Linked DNA regions of Sus scrofa: all the other regions are linked to region 1. A link is a contact called in public promoter capture Hi-C data. All regions are on one chromosome and are shown on one strand. Each heading gives the region's core, a stretch centred on a gene start, on an enhancer-like site or on the middle of the called end of the contact. The rest is flanking DNA. Distances are from core to core; before and after follow the strand shown.

What was found. Promoter capture Hi-C pulls out the DNA fragments that hold promoters and counts their contacts.
Region 2: a contact with region 1 is called in a promoter capture Hi-C map of liver, with 3 times the contacts expected there. The contact joins the promoter of MLF1 here to the promoter of MFSD1 in region 1. A contact is called at or near these places in 1 of 5 promoter capture datasets (liver), 1 of 47 Hi-C or Micro-C datasets (liver) and 1 of 2 datasets of contacts at active chromatin or transcription factors (alveolar macrophages).
Region 3: a contact with region 1 is called in a promoter capture Hi-C map of liver, with 4 times the contacts expected there. The contact joins the promoter of GFM1 here to the promoter of MFSD1 in region 1. A contact is called at or near these places in 2 of 5 promoter capture datasets (fetal liver and liver), 13 of 47 Hi-C or Micro-C datasets (alveolar macrophages, blood, embryonic fibroblasts and 6 more) and 1 of 2 datasets of contacts at active chromatin or transcription factors (alveolar macrophages).

Annotation. Positions count from the first base shown.
Region 1 is chr13:98,590,864-98,593,803 of Sscrofa11.1, reverse strand. MFSD1 (major facilitator superfamily domain-containing protein 1) reads right to left here and starts at 1,459. Exons shown (of 16, transcript XM_003358650.5): 1 at 1,178-1,459. The coding sequence starts at 1,349.
Region 2 is chr13:98,356,260-98,359,199 of Sscrofa11.1, reverse strand. MLF1 (myeloid leukemia factor 1) reads right to left here and starts at 1,396. Exons shown (of 9, transcript XM_003358641.5): 1 at 1,211-1,396. The coding sequence starts at 1,257.
Region 3 is chr13:98,409,735-98,412,674 of Sscrofa11.1, reverse strand. GFM1 (elongation factor G, mitochondrial) reads right to left here and starts at 1,543. Exons shown (of 18, transcript XM_003358643.4): 1 at 1,301-1,543; 2 at 1-115. The coding sequence starts at 1,393.

The sequences.
Region 1 (2,940 bases), core at 210-2,709:
GTTTTTGAAACAAGAATTTTAAATCTACAAACAAAATGCTTTAGACAAATAATTTAGCAAATACAGTGCCAGTAATGAAGAAAAACAAAAGCATTCCAAAAGATTAAATTAAAACATAATGTCTTTGAGAGGATAAGAAAGAGAGAGGTGGAGAGATTTGGACATTCGTGCACTCAGAATTATTTTTACAGAAATAAAATTGACTTTTTTTTTTTTTTTTTTTGCTTTTTAGGATCACACCTGCAGCGTATGGTGATTCCCAGGATAGGGGTTGAATCAGAGCTGCAGCTCTTTCTTTCCACAAAGAAAGAGGGGGAACAAAAAGAGATGCAAAGGAACTAAGGCTCAAAGCAACCTCCATGCCAACATACATATCCTCAGCAGTAGCATAAAGTTACCCAATATAATGTTTCTGAACTTGTTGATGATACCCATTCCCGCAAGCCCCTTGAGAAACACATTATTACCTTCCTATCAAACTTATATTGACATTAGAATGTTGCTGAAAAAAATTAGTAGCTGGAACACAGGCAGATAATTTTTAAAATTAGCTCAAGAAATTTCCTTCAGAGTCACCAGATTTCGTAAATGAAACCAAACACCGTCAAGCCTACCACAAGTCCAATCCAGTATGATTGCTTCACATTGGCATAGCGGAAGAGAACGAGAACACATCCACTCATTGAAGCTATCAACAAGACACACTCATACGTTTTCCCAAAGAGGATGAGAAACACGTAAGACTGCCAACGAGTTGGTCAATCAAAAATTTTAAATTGGGCAGAGGGGCGTTGGGGAAGGGCAACGGGGAAAGGGACAGTTAAATCTTTCTGAATTCCTTCTGAATGGAACTGTCATTAGAGCAACCTTGATGATCCCGGGATTCCTTCATATCTAGGGTCCCAGGCGGCAAGTTGCTAGCCTTCGAGACTTCTTGGAGAGGAAAGGAGTGGCACAAAACTCGCGCAGCTCAGTGCCCTTACTCCTATCTTCGAAATGCCGAATAGCTAGCAACGTCTACAAGGCTTTGATGGGGTGGAGAAGGGAAAAGAAGGAAAGCCCAGAAACAGAAACTAGAAGCTGCGCTGAGGCCTCGTGGCAGCCAAGAACGACTCTCCGAAAGAAAGTCGGTAATTTCCTGATTAGCAGCAACACCCCACCAGGCCGGCCGGCTCACCGAAGCCAAGGAAGCACATCAGCAACAGCACCAAAAGCCGGTGCGCCAGGTGACTGGGGTCGCAGAGGGCGGACAGCGCCCTGGGAGCGTCGGGAGTGTTGGAGGCACCTCTGCCGGCCTTGACGGGGCTGCTTGGCAGCAGCGCCCTCGCTTCTTCATCTTCCTCCTCCATCCGGCCGGCGGGAGATCAGGAGAAGACAGTGACAGCAACTCCGGGAAGAAGCTGCTGCTGGAGCCCAGCAAAAACCGTGCTCACGTGACCACGGTTGCTCACGTGATGCCGGGGCAGGTCACGCAAGGCCGCGCTCACGTGAGCAGGCAAGATCACGTGGTGGGCAGGCCTAGCGAGGAGAGAGGGGAGGAGCTACGTTTAATTTCTCCCGGTACTGTCTTAGGCGCCAGCCGCAGCTTTCCGCTGCCCAAAATGGAACTGTGCTCGTTTCCTGCCTGCTCCTGCTGTCCATCCCCTGCCGCTGCGCGGGTAGAGAGTGCCGGCCTCCGCTCAGCCTGACGCGAAGAAGCGCACCGCCCTTCTCCTCGCAGCGTTGCTTTCCGCAGCCTTTTTGGCTGCTCTTAATTCCACACAGTTCATTGAGAGTCTTATGTTGTGTCCACTCACATGCCAGGTACTGGGAATACAAACTGGAATGTGACAAGCTCTCAGACCTCAGAAAGTTCGTGGTTTACTTGGGGAGGTCGACAGAAACTGATCCTTTAAAGAATAGTATGGTGAATAGACGAGTCTAAGTGAGAACAGCGGTTGAAATAAGTAGTGAATTTCGTAGGAATGCCTGGGAAAGGCGTTTGGGAAGAGAGTAAGTACAGTTTAACAAACTTTGGGGGAAAGTGGTGGCGTGCTGAAGGTCCTTTAAATTCATACCTAAGCTAGAATTAGTACGAATGGGTCAGTCATGACGCCTATATGAGGGAGTTGGTTATGAGGGTGGGGATTAGGAGGGATAATAATGATGCAAGCCTGAAACAGAACCGTGTGTGTGTGTGTGAGGGGAGGTGGGGGAGAGGAGAGAGACCATTGATCTGCGAATGAAAGAAGAACTCAGTAGGAAAAACTAAACCTGTTCCGTAAGGAGACATGCAAGGATTTTGTGTAGAGGATCAAGAATGCAAGACCTGTGTTTTTATTTAGGGCTGCACCTATAACATATGGAAGTTCCCGGGCCAGGATTGAATCCGAGCCACAGCTGTAGTAGAGTGGAATCCTTAACCCACTGCACCAAGCGAAGGATCAAACCAGCGCCTCCACAGTGACTCAAGCGGCTGCAGTCGAATTTTTAACCCATTGTACCACAGTTTGGGAACTCCAAAACCTATGTTTTTACAAATTACATCTGGCTATCATTCAGCCATTAAAAAGAATGAAATACAGCATTTTTAGCGACATGGATGGACCTAGAAACTATCATGCTAAGTGAAGTCAGCCATACAATGAGATACCAACATCAAATGCTTTCACTGACATGTGGAATCTGAAAAAAGGACAGACTGAATTTCTTTGCAGAACAGATGCTGACTCACAGACATTGAAAGACTTATGGTCTCCGGAGGAGACAGTTTGAGGGGTGGGGAGATGTGCTTGGGCTGTGGGGTGGAAATCCTGTGAAATCAGATTGTTATGATCATTATACAACTACAGATGTGATAAATTCATCTGAGTAATTTTTAAAAAGTTAAAAAAAAAAACAAAAAAAAAACAAATTACATCTGGCAACACAACCTGACACCCTCCTCAACTTTCAAGAAGG
Region 2 (2,940 bases), core at 147-2,646, 230 kb after region 1:
GAATTAAGTATTAATAATTTTATTTTTTCTACATTAATCATCTCATCTTTTCTACTATTAATTTTCTCTCAATTATTACTTCTATCTTATTTGGTTTTAATACAGTACTAACATATTTTAAGCCAATATAATATTCTCCTTTAAAGAACAAAAATCTTCATAGTAAACTGTTAACATTTTAACCTTTTTAAAAGTCCCCAAGTTGCATAGATATTTTAAGTGATCAAAATAAACTAGGACAGGAAGTCAAAACCTGTCCCAGTGGCAAAACACTTGGGTTAAAAAAGTAACACATTTTCCTGTTTTAGAGATCCAACTAGATTGTGTTATTACTTTTATATAACCGCCAAAGAAGAACTTAAAAGACAAGGCAAACCCCAGCAAACTTCATCATAATGAAACTAATTAATTTCTGGATGCCTTCTCTTAAGGCATCACATTATTTCACTTGGAACCATTCACAGGTTGGCACTTGTTTACCCGAGGTGTTAAATGCACCCTCTTTCTGCTTCCCTGTCCTATTTGGAGTCCCTTTCCAAACAAGGCTAGCACTGTAACAAAGCGAGCAAAGGAAACAAACACTGCACCTGGCAACTTCCAACCACTTCCAGGGGAGAGACAGCACAGCTCTCCAACTTTGTTGTGCTCTTATAAACACATGTTATGGAAAATACTGTTTTTTAAAAAACTTTCCCTTTTCGAAGACTTGTTATCTTATTAAATATTTTCTGCCCCTCATTTGAGGTTGAAACAGGTGTAGAGAGGGTCCTGTAAACAGAATTTTCACCAGAAGTTCAACCGAGAAGGCAGTTACCATCACCTGCAAAGCTTCTGCTGCTGCGAAGGCAGGACTAGAAAACCGGAAGTATCGGATTTGAGGGTTGCTGGGTACCCGAATTCAGGCCAAGTGGAGAGCAGCCTGGACCCGGGATTGTTGGGGGTGAGGGGAGCCTACTTAGACTACCTCACGCCCCCAAATCCTTCTCTTCCCTCCTCCCAGTATCCCCAAACCCTCCTCTCCATCAAACGCCTCTAAATCCTCTTTCCCTTCCCACTTGCGCCCTAAGTCTTCCTTAAGCTGCCTCCTGGGGTCACCCGAATTCCTTCTCGCCCTCTTTAGAGTTTTAACTGGCTCTCCTCTCTTAAAATAGCGCCACTCAAGATCCCTGAATTCCCGCGCGACCGCTGGCTCCCGGCCCCAGGTACTCACGAGAAGAAGGGGTCATCCTCAAAGCTGCTGCTCAGCATCCCGAACATCCTGGCTTTGTCTCGGGCGGCGGCGTCCGCGGACAGATTGAAAAACGGTGTAACTCGCCGCGTCCGCGACCGGAGCCAGCCAGCCCAGCACTGTCAACACTTCTCTCCCGGCCTCAAGGCCCAAACTCGCCGGGAAAGGCGGTGCTTGACGCTGAGCTGCTTTCCCATTGGAGGCTAGTCCCATAACGTCACCAAGAGGAGGCGGGGAACAGTGTGCCGCCGCCATGGTAACCACGATCAACAAAGCGGAGGCTGGAGGTTTGGCCACGTGCCAGCTAGGCTACCCATGGGAAGCCTCCTGTGGGACGAGAAAGCTTGTTATCCAAGCTGCAGAGACAAAAACTAGTCTACCCTCTGCGTGACCTTGGGAAAATCACCCTCGGCCTCGAACCCCAAGTCTCTTTTCGGGAAAATTAAGATGGGTCAAGATTTGGGCTAAATGGCATCCAAAGACCTAATCACTGGCCACATTTTACGATCCACAGCAGAATCCTAAAACACTTTTTGGTGGTTGGTCTGAAGGTGTGAGCAAATAATAAGAAAAAAAGTGCAAAAGTTTTTGAGCACAGTTATTAAATACTGTACTCAGTACTTGAGGGAAATGGGATGAGGCCTATCAGATTTCAACACACGTATTGTCTTTTGTGAGCCTAAGCTGAGAGCAGCCTTTCCCAAAGTGGGAACTGTTTAAGTTTTATGTAGGCGTGGTATTTAAAAATTAAATTAGAACGTCTCTCTTCTGTCCTCTTTCCAGTCCCTATTGCAGGGAGCAAGTCTCACTTTGATACTAGTATGTCTTTAACGCTTCTCCAGTATTCCTTAACGAAGCAGGATGCGGGCACAAGGCCTAAAGCAAGCAGCCATAGCCAATTAAAATTCCGTTCCTATATACTATGTCTTAACTATATTTATATGTGAGCCTTCTGTTTATTGCAGGAGAAACTGGTTTTAAATTTAAATCAGTGCTATATATCAACAGCTAGTCTTTAAACAGCTAAGTGGAAAAGTGAACCAATTTAAGCAACAAGTATAGGTGGGATTTGGACATGTTGGGGGCCGGTGGGAGGCGGTGATGACAGTGGTTCTCACATTATTGAGCTTGGGAAAACACTGTCCTCAAGCTTTCCAGGAGCCTAAAGATAGGTGAAGTAAGTAGATTAAAGAAAGAGAAGAATGATAGTCTGAGAAGAGAGAGAAAGCACCCTGCATGTCCATCCTTAATTCGATGGGCTGCCTGTCTCTCTAGAGGACTATCCTGTGGAGATAGAGGGTTATCCATGGCTCCCCAGGGCCTCCTGGGCTTGGGCCAGAGAGGTGGCACCCTGCCAGCAGGAAAAAGCGTGCAGGGCCTGATTTGGAGGTGGCAGGAGTACTCAGGGTTATTTTGGGAGCCAGAAATTTAATCCTTTGGACCTTTTACCTCCCTACCTTTAGCCAAGTTCTCCAGCAGCCCCCCTTTCCTGAGACTGGGGACACAAGATAGGGCAGTCTTCACAGCCCAAGTTAAGATAGCATAGCCCTTCTAGGGAGGAGGATATTTTCTCTTATAGCCTCAGAATAATTTCTGAGCATATACATATTAGAAAACTGGGAATTATTTCCTCTTTAAAATGATACAACCCAAGATGTTAAGTAGGCTTTAAAAAATCATAAATGAAATGGGGTAAGTTATTGCTGATAATT
Region 3 (2,940 bases), core at 294-2,793, 180 kb after region 1:
CTCGTTCTGTTAATGTAGTTTTCCCAGAATCAATGTGAGCTGAGATTCCAATATTTCGTATCTTTTCATTAGGAATCACCCCTGATGAACACCATCGGCAGATCTTCCAATTAGCCTGAAAAAAATGAGAACTCAATTCAATGCACTTTTTATGATCTAACAGTGGACAATTAGGGTTCAGTGGACATCCTTCCTCCAAGAAAATTCAATGGACACAAAACTTCATATGAGATAGCCTGAAAAGGCAAAAGAGGGAATGTCTCAACCTGCAATTCCTATAATCAAAGAGACTGCAAGAGATGGCAGAAAAGACATATAAAATAAAATAAAAAGGGACCGATAATTTTACCAAATGGCACAGATTTGAAAGTATATACCGGCGCTGATAAAATCAGAAAGATGGTTCCCAACAACTGCTTTAATAGGAAATACAGTTTTCACTTTAAATTTTACTTTGATTTTTTCCCCCTTCCTCCTTAAAATAGTTTCAGAGCTAGCAAAGATGTTTGGACTTATACGCTCTATGCAGCGGTGCCAATAGGTTCAAGCGGCCCACAAAAAGTTTCCGATTCCTTCTATCGCCTAAAAATTAATGACATAAAACAATAACTTTAATTTACCATGGTGGTGAGGGTCCAGCCTTTTATGAAATCAAGACACAATATAAACCTCTCCCTACAGGAGTGAACATCCAAAATGCACTGCAGCCACTTCTGGGAGAAGGGAAGCAGAAGAACTTGAAAAGGTGGGTAAAATATTAAATGGAAACTAGCTTCATTGATTAAATCCCAGGAATACCAGCAAGCAAAGCGAAGGTGGTTTGCATGACAGGAAAGGCTCAACTCCTACCTAACACTATTCCACTTTGCGCCCCATCTCCACACCCCCACAAAAGGCAGACATATAATTAAAGAAAAGTCCTGGGAAGGTCGGTTGAAAGAGGGAGCAGGGAGCCCCGCCGACACTGTAGTGAAAAAAGCACTGGATAATGAGTCAAAAGCCCTGAGTTCAAGCCCAGGACACACTAATTTTTCAGTTGTCTTGACCTTCACTTCAGTCACCTCTTCTAAGTATACCAATAATAAGAGGCGTAACCATGAATTGGAGGCCCGCCCAACCTCCCAGGATACCAAGACGTTGCTCAGAAATAACCAAAGGCTGTGCAGATACCGAGGGGCTTTTCAGCACTGAGGTCAACAGCTAGCATTCGGAGATGCCAGGGAGGGAAGGGGTGTCATTTCCTCTCCAGCCCCGGAGGCACTGCAAAGTCCTGGGGACAGTCCCTGGTTCCCTGTCGCACCTGCTTCCCCGGCCAGCCGAGGGCAGCGGGGATCCGCGGGAGCGGCCCGCGCCCCACGGCCGCGGCGGCGGCGGCGGCTCCCAGCAGCCTCATGGCGAGCGTAGAATAGACGCGAAAGTCCCACAGCGCCCGGTGTACCCAGCAACCTGCACCACTGCCAGAAGCGTTCAAAGTCACGCCGGCAGTCAGTGCTGGAAGAGCACTTCCGGGGAGAAGCAGGCAAAGGAGGGGAGAAAAAAAAGAAAGAGAGAGAGGCTTCCGGATCTCAGAACTGAGCAGCACCCTCCGCTGCCCGCACGCCCTCTGCCGACTTGGAAGAGAAAGTGCAGCCACTTTGCGGAGCTAAGCACGCTTTTCGCATGTTCCCGGAAAGCGGCGGCCTTTAAACGTGGTTCTTTTGCCTCTACAGCAACGGGAAGAAAGGTTTAAAATAGTTCTTAAGGTTTTTTTTAAAAAAGAAAAATTGTTACATATGCTACTTCAACAAATGTGAACAAATACTCTATAGGACATGACTTGCAAAGAAGGTAAAAAAAAATAATGAACTATCCACAAATGTTTTTCTCTTTTCAAAATGTTCCATCTTTGGTTAATGTTAAGTACCTATATATATGTCCAGTACCTATACATTATATGTCCTGTCTCTATAGAAGACAGCATCCTTGACGATTCCACTTGGATCTCTTAGAGGCATCTCGAAATTATTATGTCCAAAAACGAGCTAATGACCTTCCACTGAATCCTCCCAAGATCTTCATCTGATAAACAGGAATTCCGTTCTTCTGGTTGCCCAGACCAAAAACGTCACCTTTTGACACCACTCTTCAACTTTTCTGGTTTTGTTTCCACATGCTACGGGCACTACATTCAAAGATAGATTCAGAACCCGCAGCTTCTCCCCACCTCTCAAAGCATTGCTGTTTTCTCACGGAATTTACTCTAACAGCCTGACTGATCTTACTGCTGCTGCCCTGCGGCTTCTCAGCCTATTCCCAATAGAAAAACTGAAGGGATCGTTTTAAGCTATACCCTTTGCCCTCTGAAATCACTCATAACAGTGATTTGCTGTTATCTCTACTTTTGTATAGGTTTGAAGTTTTTCATAACTAAGTTTTTAAAAATTCCTTTTAAATTTTAAATAACTAAATTTTAAAAATTTAAAAATAAGGTTAAGAATAAACAAGACCTTGTTTGAGCAGCTATGCCATTGCAGCCCTATTTCACCTGCTGTTCTCCTCCAGACTCATTGGCCTTCTTGCTGATCCTCACATGACCAAGAGCCTTTGCTCTCCTGTAGATAAGGGCATGACTCTTTCCCATATTTTCTTCTTGGTGTTCAAATATCATCTATCACTGAGGTGTTTGCTCCTTTTAAAACAGCAAGCTCTTCCCTATGTTTGCATACTATTTCATTTTCCTTCAGAGGGCTTCTTAGATTTATCCAGACGTGTTAACACAGTTGTCTATCGCCACCTCCCCTTCCCCGCATGTGGAAGTTCCCGGCCCCATAGCCAAACTGCACTATAACAACCGCTGAGGCGCGCTGCAGTGGCAACACCGCATCCGTAACTTGCTGTGCAACAAGAAAATTCCAAGGCAGCTATTGCCTGGCTCTTCCAAGAAGAATGTGAGTGCCATAA